Regions from separate parts of the Drosophila melanogaster genome. Here region 2 is linked to region 1. A link is a contact called in public HiChIP or PLAC-seq data. All regions are on one chromosome and are shown on one strand. The core of a region is the stretch at or near the end of the contact, and the rest is flanking DNA. Distances in the headings are between cores, read along the strand shown. Region 1 holds the start of pic (piccolo). Region 2 holds the start of CG45080.

Region 1 (5,406 bases), core at 340-2,839:
TTGGCCAAACAGTGTGTGGTATGCGGAGCCGTCACATTGTGGCTCTTCAAGACATCACCATCAATGGTCTTGACAATCTCGGGCTTTCGCGGATCCGTAACCACATCGAGTATGTATATAAAGTCGGAATTTAGGGACGGTAATACCAGCCTATCTCTTTTTGGCACCGTCTTAGAGCTCTCGTCGACATAGTAACAACTGGAGCAGGCGTTCCAGCCAGAATGATGCAGTTCATCACCCTTGCGATTTGTAAACGTACGGTGCACTATCTGCAAAATGATGTTAATAATGATGTAAATATGGAATCTGTAATACAAATATCCGAATTGGAAATATACATATATTCGAAAGTGATTGCTATAAATCCATTGATATAAAATCCAATTGAGCTAATTATTAAGTACATAGTATTGTTTGTCCCGCAAGATAAATGATCGAATAGTGTAGATACCTGATTTATTTACCTGACAGTAGGTGGGGCTCTCGGGATCCACGTCGACTGTGGACAGATAATCGCCGTGCGGCTCATCCAAGTTGGGCTGAACGGTGACCGTGTAGAGGAGCTTCTCCCGGGGACCACTCCTCATGGCGTCCAGGGGGGTTGCGTAACCCGGTCCTCGGCAACAGGCTTGGGAATAACAATTCAATTATCAAAATTGCTCGGGATTGTCTTTATCAAAGATTCAGGGCATGTGTTTGCAGTACAATGTGTACATATACGTCTCTTGTTTTTCTTACTTTTATTGGACATTGCTTGGCGGTTGTTGTGGGTCGAAGAACAGCGGCAAACTGAATATCAAACGATGTTGAGCGGGAGCTTTATATATTGGGGCTCTCTCGGAGATACTTATCTTTATACTCTCTTAAAGCATTTACTAAAGAGAACCGGTTCGGCCGGCTTTCTTATCACTAATACAGGTAAGGTCAGGTCAGTAATGTGTATAGATTAGGTTTAGCTCGTTTTCGTGGACTTATTGAACATGAGGAACATATGTATAATAATAAAAAACCAAAACAAACAACGCCCCTAGAGATAAGGCTATATAATTTATTTACTTAAATTAAGCTCATTTCTATTTTAGACATTTTCTCTTGTCTTCGTTATTTATTTTTAATTAGTATATTATATTTAATTATACGTATTCAATACAAGAAAATAAGTAAACAAGTAAATAACTTGTAGGGGAATATCTGAACAATCTGTCATGTAATAACAATGATTGCTTTAGAAATTTAAGTAAAGTGTGGGTAATAGTGGTATTAAAGGCACTTATTACAAAAGCTATTTTCAAACAGTTTCAGTTTAACCGCAATTTGAAGGCGTCCCAGAGCTGCAAAGAAACGAAATCGATTTTTCTTGCCAAAAGAGAGAGTTGGGGCAACACAACACATATCGATATTCGTTTTTTTCTGGCTTATGCGATGACTGTAAATGATCTTCTAGACTTTTATGGAAATCTTAAATGTGTCATTTGCTTGTACAAGAATCAAAACAAGCTTATAAAATCCACGCGCTCTCTGCAACATAATTTATATTGAACATAAATGGAATACCTTCCAAAATAAAAAGTATATTTTCCTGAGCCGGACAGTATTAGTTCTTAACAGTTGAACGGTCACACTACGTGTCAGGAAACATTTTAGCGCGTTAAAAGTCAGCGAAAACGATTTTTATCCTCGTGGCGGCTGACTAGTCCAAAGTTGAAGAGCTCTATCGAATTAAGGATAACCTGATCCTGGACAGTGTGCAGTCATGTCGCATCACTACGTGGTGACGGCGCAAAAGCCGACGGCCGTTGTTGCCTGCCTAACAGGTAAGAACAAGAGAGCGTGTGAAAGAGAGGGGCTCCCTATGCGGTCTCCCCCGGCGAAAACAGAAAACAAGCATGTTTGCCGGTCGCCGGATTACACAAGCCCATGAAACAGATTTGTTTGCTTAGCACCGGCTTCTTTGGTATGCTCCTCAGGCAACTTCACCTCGCCCACGGATCTCAATTTGATCATTGCCCGGAACAATCAGGTGGAAATCGATCTGGTCACGCCGGAGGGACTGCGCCCCCTAAAAGAGATCAACATAAATGGCACCATTGCCGTGATGCGCCACTTCCGACCGCCCGACAGCAACAAGGATTTGCTCTTCATACTGACGCGTCGTTACAACGTCATGATCCTCGAGGCCCGTATGGTCAACGACGTCATCACGGTGGTGACCAAGGCCAATGGTAATGTTTCCGACTCGGTGGGCATCCCCTCCGAAGGAGGAGTTATTGCGGCCATCGATCCCAAGGCTAGGGTCATCGGAATGTGCCTTTACCAGGGGCTGTTCACCATCATTCCGATGGACAAGGATGCTAGCGAGCTGAAAGCCACAAATCTTAGGTAATTCCGGTGAATTCTATAGTAGTTTGACAAATACGTGTGAGCATGACATCGGCGCCTTATCATGTTTTACCCTGTTTTGTATTTTTAATGAATCATTTTCATTTTTTCATTCACTACTAGTTACTAGTAAGTAACTAGTAAATGTTTTATGATTGAAGCTGTATTAAGCTCCAAAATAATGTATCCCTTCACCCTTCAGAATGGATGAGCTAAACGTGTACGATGTTGAGTTTCTGCACGGCTGCTTGAATCCCACAGTTATCGTGATCCACAAGGACAGCGATGGCCGGCACGTAAAGTCGCACGAGATTAATCTGCGGGATAAGGAGTTTATGAAAATCGCATGGAAGCAGGACAACGTGGAAACAGAGGCCACAATGCTGATCCCGGTGCCGTCGCCCATCGGTGGTGTTATCGTCATTGGTCGGGAATCGATTGTATACCATGACGGAAGCAACTATCACGCTGTGGCGCCGCTCACTTTTCGCCAAAGCACCATCAACTGTTACGCCCGTGTGAGTAGCAATGGATTGCGCTATCTGCTGGGTAACATGGATGGTCAGCTGTATATGCTGTTCCTTGGGACCGCCGAAACTAGCAAGGGAGTGACTGTGAAGGACATAAAAGTGGAGCAACTAGGCGAGATCTCTATACCAGAGTGCATTACATACCTAGACAATGGTTTCCTTTACATTGGAGCACGTCATGGAGACTCGCAGTTGGTGCGCTTGAATTCGGAGGCCATCGACGGGTCATATGTCGTGCCTGTAGAGAATTTCACCAATCTAGCTCCCATTCTGGACATTGCTGTGGTCGATCTGGATCGCCAGGGACAGGGCCAAATCATCACATGCTCGGGAAGCTTTAAGGATGGATCTCTACGCATAATTCGCATAGGCATCGGCATTCAGGAGCATGCCTGCATCGATCTCCCCGGCATTAAGGGCATGTGGTCTCTAAAGGTGGGAGTCGATGAGAGTCCGTATGAGAACACTTTGGTGCTGGCTTTTGTGGGACACACAAGGATTCTCACGCTTTCTGGTGAAGAGGTGGAAGAGACCGAGATTCCCGGATTTGCCAGCGATCTGCAGACTTTCCTTTGCTCAAATGTGGATTATGATCAGGTGAGTTGCCACACAAATCCTACTATCCAGAATCAATTTAATTAATATTTACCTTTTACTTCAGTTGATTCAAGTTACTTCGGATAGCGTTCGCTTGGTTAGCAGTGCCACTAAAGCCCTTGTGGCCGAATGGCGTCCTACTGGCGATCGTACCATCGGTGTTGTGTCCTGCAACACTACCCAGATCTTGGTTGCCTCCGCATGCGACATATTCTACATAGTTATTGAAGATGGAAGCCTCCGCGAGCAGTCCCGCCGAACATTGGCATATGAGGTAGCCTGTTTGGACATCACTCCCTTGGATGAGACTCAAAAAAAGTCGGATTTGGTGGCGGTGGGCCTATGGACCGATATATCTGCTGTTATCCTGTCGCTGCCTGATCTTGAGACCATCTACACCGAAAAACTAAGCGGAGGTAAGCAGAAAAAACGTTGACCAGCTATGTAGAACTATAAATCAATGTATTTATTTTTGGCAGAAATAATTCCCCGCTCCATTCTGATGACCACATTTGAGGGAATCCATTATCTGCTTTGCGCTTTGGGCGACGGTTCCATGTATTACTTTATCATGGACCAAACCACTGGGCAACTGACGGACAAGAAGAAAGTCACTCTCGGTACACAACCAACCACGCTCCGCACCTTCCGATCCTTATCTACCACTAATGTGTTTGCCTGCTCTGATCGTCCCACGGTGATTTACTCGTCGAACCACAAGTTGGTGTTCTCTAACGTAAATCTGAAGGAGGTCAACCACATGTGCTCCTTAAATGCTCAGGCGTATCCAGATAGTTTGGCGCTGGCGAACAAGAACGCTGTTATTTTGGGCACTATTGATGAGATTCAGAAGCTGCATATTCGAACAGTGCCTCTTGGGGAAGGACCACGCAGAATTGCTTACCAAGAGTCGTCGCAGACTTTTGCTGTGTCCACCCTGCGTATTGATGTCCATGGAAGAGGCGGAGCTAAACCACTTCGCAATAGTGCCTCTACACAGGCCCAAAACATAACGTGTAGCTCGAATTTCCTACCCAAACCGGGTGGTGGTAATTCCACGGCTGCAAATGCGGAAGTTGGTCAAGAGATCGATGTACACAATCTACTGGTCATCGATCAAAACACGTTCGAGGTTCTGCACGCCCACCAATTCGTTGCACCCGAAACTATATCCTCTCTAATGTCCGCCAAACTGGGCGATGATCCCAACACTTACTATGTGGTGGCCACATCACTTGTAATTCCAGAAGAACCGGAGCCGAAGGTTGGAAGGATTATCATCTTCCATTATCACGAGAACAAGCTTACACAAGTGGCCGAGACCAAGGTGGATGGAACTTGCTATGCCCTGGTTGAGTTCAATGGCAAGGTCCTGGCAGGAATCGGTAGTTTTGTCCGTCTATACGAGTGGACCAATGAGAAGGAGTTGCGCATGGAGTGCAACATTCAAAATATGATTGCTGCTTTGTTTCTGAAGGCCAAGGGCGATTTTATATTGGTTGGAGATCTGATGCGCTCCATCACGCTGCTGCAGCACAAGCAGATGGAGGGAATCTTTGTCGAGATCGCGCGCGACTGCGAACCCAAGTGGATGCGAGCGGTCGAGATTCTTGACGACGATACGTTCCTAGGATCCGAGACAAATGGAAATCTGTTCGTGTGCCAGAAGGACAGGTAAGTGAAATAGGCTTCTTGAAATCAAGACACAAATTCACATGAAATCCTTTCAGTGCTGCTACCACCGATGAGGAGCGTCAGTTGCTACCGGAATTGGCGCGTTTTCATTTGGGCGATACGGTGAACGTTTTCCGTCACGGATCTCTGGTGATGCAGAACGTTGGTGAGCGAACTACGCCGATCAATGGATGTGTTCTGTACGGAACATGCAACGGAGCCATTG
Region 2 (5,695 bases), core at 2,050-4,549, 270 kb after region 1:
TGCGTGTGGCTATCTTAAGCATGTGCTTTGTAATTGGTGATCTATTAGACTGCCAATCCCTTCGTAGGCGTCGTTTATCTAATACCAGCCGCTCGATTTCGCGATTAGTTTTGATGTAGTTTGGTTTTGCATACGTCACTGGCGGGGTTGAAGCCTTTGCAGCCGAAACTAAAATGTTTTCAAGAGTTTCCGTTGACTTGTCTATATCCTCCTTTGTAGATAATGCCGTCGTTAGTTCTATGTGTGAACAGACATACTTTTGATACCTTGGCCAGTTTGTTCTAAAATTTGTGAGTCTATACGGTGGGTCGACGATGTGGGGGCGAGTTAGCATATTTAGAAAAACAGGTGAGTGATCTGATGATAAATCTGCTAGTGCTTCGGCGGTGACCATGTTGCGGGGGACATGTTTAGTAATTGCAAAATCGATCAGGTCTGGGATTTTTCTTGGGTCTGCTGGCCAGTATGTAGGCTTACCCGGGGATACATAGTCTAGCTTGTTTTCTGGCTTCGTAAGCGCATTGTACAATTGCTTACCCTTTGGCGTCACAAGTCGAGATCCCCAATGGGTGTGCTTGGCGTTATAGTCACCCGCTGCGATGAACCTGTCACCTAGTGTGTTAAAGAATTCCATGAATTGATCCTCAGAGATTGGAAAGCGCGGTGGGCAGTAGACTGCGGCTAGAGTCGTTGAACCATTGTTGAGTTGTAAGGCTATGGACGTAGATTGTAAGTAGTTTTTGTCAAAATTGTTTAAGTGGTGGTGTTTTATGCGATTTCTGATGAGTATTCCAGTGCCTCCATGAGCTTTACCATCTGGATGATTTGTACCATAGAACAAGTATCCTGGTATATGAAAATTGTTTTTATTTGTGAGGTGCGTTTCTGATAGTAGCATTACGTCGATGTTTTTTTCGTAAATGAACTGTGTGAGCTCTTGTGTATGCCGTGAAACGCCATTTGCGTTCCACAGAGATATCCGTAGGGAAGCCATTATGGGGATTTTGAAGATACAAGAAGTTGAATCAGGATATTTTGGTTTTTCATGAGCTCTTGCAAAGTATTTTGCATGAACGTCATGAAGTCTTTCATGCTTTGCTGTAGGGTTAGCATCATAGCTTCGATGCCACTTTGTTGTGTTTGTTGGATGTTTGTCGGTGTATGTTCGGAATGAGCAGTTCTTGTCGGTGGGGCGGGCACTTCTAGTCCGGATTTTAGGGCGCTAGCGAAAGAAATTGTTGGAGTAGTGCTTGGGACAGTTAGGGGTGGTTGAAAAATCGGTTGCGGAGAGTAGAAATTGACTTTGTTGTATGTATGTGCTGTGGCAATACGTTTGTTTAGGCGGCTCTTCAATTCTTTGTACACCACACAGCCTCTGTAGTTTGCAGTATGTTTTTCCCCGCAGTTACTGCATTTCTTCACAGACTTATCGTCCTTGTTTTTGGGGCAGTTTGCGGTAGTATGAGGTTCGCTACAGACAACACATACGGACTTTAGGGTGCAGTATGCCTTGGTGTGGCCGTATTCTTGGCAATTAGTACATTGAACTGGATTGATACGTTTGTGCGGCTCCTCCACGGTGATCCTCCGATGTAGCAAGTACTGTAAATTGTATATTGGGTGCACTTCGTTTTTCTTTAGTGCCTGGAGCTCTGGTTCGAGTTCTATTTTGAATAGTGGCTGCGGAACTTTGTCTTTGTTTAAAATATTAATAGCTGTCTTTGCAGAAAAGTTTTTGGCCTTCAGAGCCTCAATTATCTCAGCTGGTGTCACTGTTGCTTCAATGCCCTTAAGTACTACCTGTAGCCCTTTGCAACTTTTTAATTGGTATGTGTAGTAGTTTTTACCAGCATCATTTAGGTATTTAGTCACTATACGGTGGTCTGCTTCTGTTTGGATCTGTAGTTTTATTTCATGAATATTTCCTTTTTTAAGTGGGATAATGTGGAACTTGCTGTCACCAATCAAAGCAACGAGTTTATTTACAAGTGCATTTGTACTTTGTTCTCGTATGAAAATTGGTGGAGGCCTGGTCTTTTTTGGTTCCCCTACCGTTTTTTCGTTGGGTTGTTCGGTCGCAGAATCAGCCAAGATAGCATATCGGTTTGAATTATTTACTGCAGAGTTTTCATTGCCGTTGTTGGTTCGATTGATTTTGGGTTGATTACCTGCCTTATTGTTTTGAGGGCTGAGCTTTCTCTTGATTTGGATGTAGCGATCCATGCCAGTCTGCACAGTCGAAATCGACTTCTGCTTTTGTTTTGATTCTTCTTTACGTGCATTATTGTTGTTGCAAACGGTCAGTGCTGCTGAATTATTTACAGCTGGCACAGCGATAATTAGTTGGGCCGCTGACGAAGTTGATGTTGTGGTAGCAGTGGCAGTTGCCAGTGGGGTCACTGCACTCGTTATTGCAGTGTTACAGTTACCCGGGACGGTCGTTTGGCGCTGCGTGAGGAGCGGGGTAGGAGAGGCGGTCTCTTCGCTCCACGACTTGTGAGCCGAAGCAGGCAGAGAGGGAGAGCAAGAACGCGGTCTGTCGTTCTCTGAGGGCAAAAGTTTCGAGTTAGTTGAAGGTGAGGGTGCTCGATCACCGATTTGCGGTGAGACGAAAGAAAAGTATGCATTGTTGCGTTGTAAAGAGAGCCGGCGCTCGTCTTGTTCACATTGTCGCTGAGAACGTATGTCGTTTTGATTCATTGTTCTAAGTCCACATATAACAATTACCAGAACAATATGGAATAATTATTTATTTTAGTAAATAATTACTATAGTCAATAATTGTTAGTTGTGCAAACTGCACTTTACACTTTGTGTTTAACTTTCACTATACTGTTGTAGTTTTTAGAACTTGCTATTCGTAGCTTGAAAGAAACACGTCTCCACCCGAAGACTGTGGAATGCCGAAAAAGAAGGGATAGGTGACGAGGAATAGTTATGGTTGTTCCTTTCCAAGTTTTAGCAAACCTACATATGTAATATTTTTCGTCATAATTTGAAAAATGGTTGAACATGATGGTGTACTCTAATGCGACTAAAATGGTTTATTTGTTTTCATTTTCCAAATACAATATATATGTTTACGGCAATGGAGAGTCCAAATTTCTAATCGTTGTTAGAGGCGGTGGAAGCGGTTGTGGTGGTAATCCAGGGGCAAAAAGGTGACCGCAACATGCAGGCAATTAGGAAGAAGGTGGCCTCAGTTGCCGGAGTGCTGATCAGCATCAGGAGGGAAACCACCAAGATGGCCATCAGGAAAGTGGAAGACTGCATGATGATTTTGTGATAGTTTTACTCTGCTTGATCCAGAACCACCTTTTCCTCCGATAAATCCCCTATTTATACGAACTCCGAGTCTGCGGCACTATTGTTGCAAACAGACCCAGCAAATTTGCTAAGATGCTACGGCAATTGTTCATAAACACTTGCCGCAAGATTGCACGCATTTGCATTGCCCTACTACTTTCATGTAGAATTCAAACAAAATACCGCTGTTAAACAAATTAAAATGTCTCACGCGTGCAGCTCTTTATTTGCACACGCTTTCAGCTGAAGTCGGTAGTTAGAATACAATAATTTTCTAATATTTGTTTTGGCGAAATCGACAAGCAAACACGAGTATATTATTTTTCTAGTGTAGTCGAATGTAAAATAGTTTTTCGTCTTAAAGTTTTAACATTGTTTTCCATAGTTTTCATAACATAGAAGTTTGAGAGTGGCCATTTTTACTGGGTTTATGTACACTTTATAGGGTCGGAATCACTTTCCTCTACCGATTACATACTTTCCAACGAATCCAGCATACGATTAACGAGTATAACAATATATTTTCTTTAAGTGTCAAAGGCCTATAAGACACCATTGGAAAAGTTATTCAAAGAGGAACTAACAAGACTTTCAATTATATTTTATGTGAATTTTTATGGCTTGTTTCTCGGCACACGCACATGATTGGCTTCGATTGTAACTAAATCCGTTGATTGCCAGATTTCGACCTTGAGGAGAAACTCTGTCCATATTTATGTGTTTATTATCCCACACGAGGGAAACATTTCATTGCATACTTTCTGGCTGTGTGACCAATGAAATAGCGGAACCGGAAATACCTAACGGAGCGCTAGTGTTTGTTTAATTCCGTTTGGCTGGGATTTTATATGGCCAAAAGTGTTTATGCTCTGTGGCCAGCATGAGGGACATCAAACACGGCCTTTGTTGACAAGATCTGACGTAAACAGGACACTCTCCGAAATTGTTTACGAGTGGAATTGATAGCGCTGTGTAACCGATTAGGAGGACGCTCGAAAGTCAATCAGAATCACTCAAATGATCCGAGGCCAATACGCAAAAACGGAAAAAATGATGACGACATGTCCTGGGCTGTGGCCCATGGGACTGCATAAATTCGAATTCGGCATCGCTAAATTATCGCTATCATTCGCACAATAAATGACAATATTTTGCAGCAGCAATGAAAATTCAACTTGGGCCCCAATATTCTGCCGACACCATGGCAACGATTTATCTTTATATGCGACTGTTTCGATTTGATTTCGCTCGTAAATGTCCCGGGTCAGCGGCGATTTAAGGTTAAATATCCGTTTGCCGGAATCTTTAAGAAGCGTTTAGCCGCCACGCGCCAAGGTCGCACCACAATTGACTTGTCTGGGCCGCCCAACTATTAATGCATTGTACGAGGCCCAATTGAGACGAGATAATGAACATCGGGTCGAATCAAGCAGACGGCCAACTTCTGGATCTGAAACTGTAACAGCTGCAGGCGTCCAAATTGGCCATCCGACTGGAGTCTGTTACCAATGCAAGCCATCTCATTTGGCCATTGTCTATGCCCCTGTGTGCCATAAAGTTTGCCCATGCCGCAGAGGTCTGCACTCGAAGAAATAATTGGTGGATATCCGGAATGGATTGTAATTTTTGTAATCGAAGTGTTTTCAGCTAATCCAAAATGTTTTAAATGTATTTATGTTTTGATATTACTTTCATATTTGTTGTTTTTTTTTTTAATAAATTTAAGAAAACAGATAATGAAACTTTCTTAAATGGCTTAATAGTAGGAAAATAATAAATGTTCAATAAATATTAAAGCATTCTATGTTGTTTCGCCCAGTGTATGAATAGTTGGCCGAAAGAAATAAGTTTAAGTTTTCTCTTTTAGCAGCGAATGGGTGAGAAGCAAGCCATTTGTAATCAAAATAAAAGCAACTTTAAATTAAACGCGTCTTGAGCTTTTCTTAAATTTATATACATGGCTTTGTTTAAGTAACAAGAAGGTGTGTTGTTAATTTATTAAAGCTATTAAATTAATTTCTTCTAATTTTTATAACAAAATCAATTATTTAAAACGGCCGCATGAATTTTTCGGCTGGTGATTACCATTTATATGCACTCACATACTGGTCGGCCAATAAAAAATAATTGCCTATCCTACGAAACACCATAAAATCCTGGTGGGGGAAAAATGGGAAGACAGGATTGACATTCGCATGTTTAAGTGTTTACGCTCGCTTTTAGACATCTAAAATGACAGTCGTATGGAATATTTTCCCAATTTGCTGCAGTCAAACTTTTATGACCACAAAACCTGTTGAAGCGCACTGCGATGGCTTAAGAATGAACCAAATTAATTGGTGACCTGGCGAAATTACTTCATTAGTTGCTAATTGAATTGGCTGTCTCC

Evidence for each region. HiChIP or PLAC-seq counts read pairs in DNA pulled down with a chosen protein or histone mark.
Region 2: a contact with region 1 is called in an H3K27ac HiChIP or PLAC-seq map of the Kc167 cell line, with 3 times the contacts expected there. The contact joins the promoter of CG45080 here to the promoter of pic in region 1. A contact is called at or near these places in 3 of 107 Hi-C or Micro-C datasets (the D17-c3 cell line and the S2 cell line) and 2 of 6 datasets of contacts at active chromatin or transcription factors (both in the Kc167 cell line).

What each region holds. Positions count from the first base shown.
Region 1 is chr3R:13,050,656-13,056,061 of dm6, forward strand. pic (piccolo) reads left to right here and starts at 1,590. Exons shown (of 7, transcript NM_142000.3): 1 at 1,590-1,814; 2 at 1,968-2,379; 3 at 2,582-3,506; 4 at 3,571-3,922; 5 at 3,986-5,180; 6 at 5,237-5,406. The coding sequence starts at 1,754. CG7966 reads right to left here and starts at 798. Exons shown (of 6, transcript NM_141999.3): 1 at 739-798; 2 at 465-628; 3 at 1-269. The coding sequence starts at 751.
Region 2 is chr3R:13,315,971-13,321,665 of dm6, forward strand. It overlaps CG45080, which reads right to left and starts at 3,300. Exons shown (of 1, transcript NM_001300383.1): 1 at 3,021-3,300. The coding sequence starts at 3,273. The coding sequence ends at 3,106.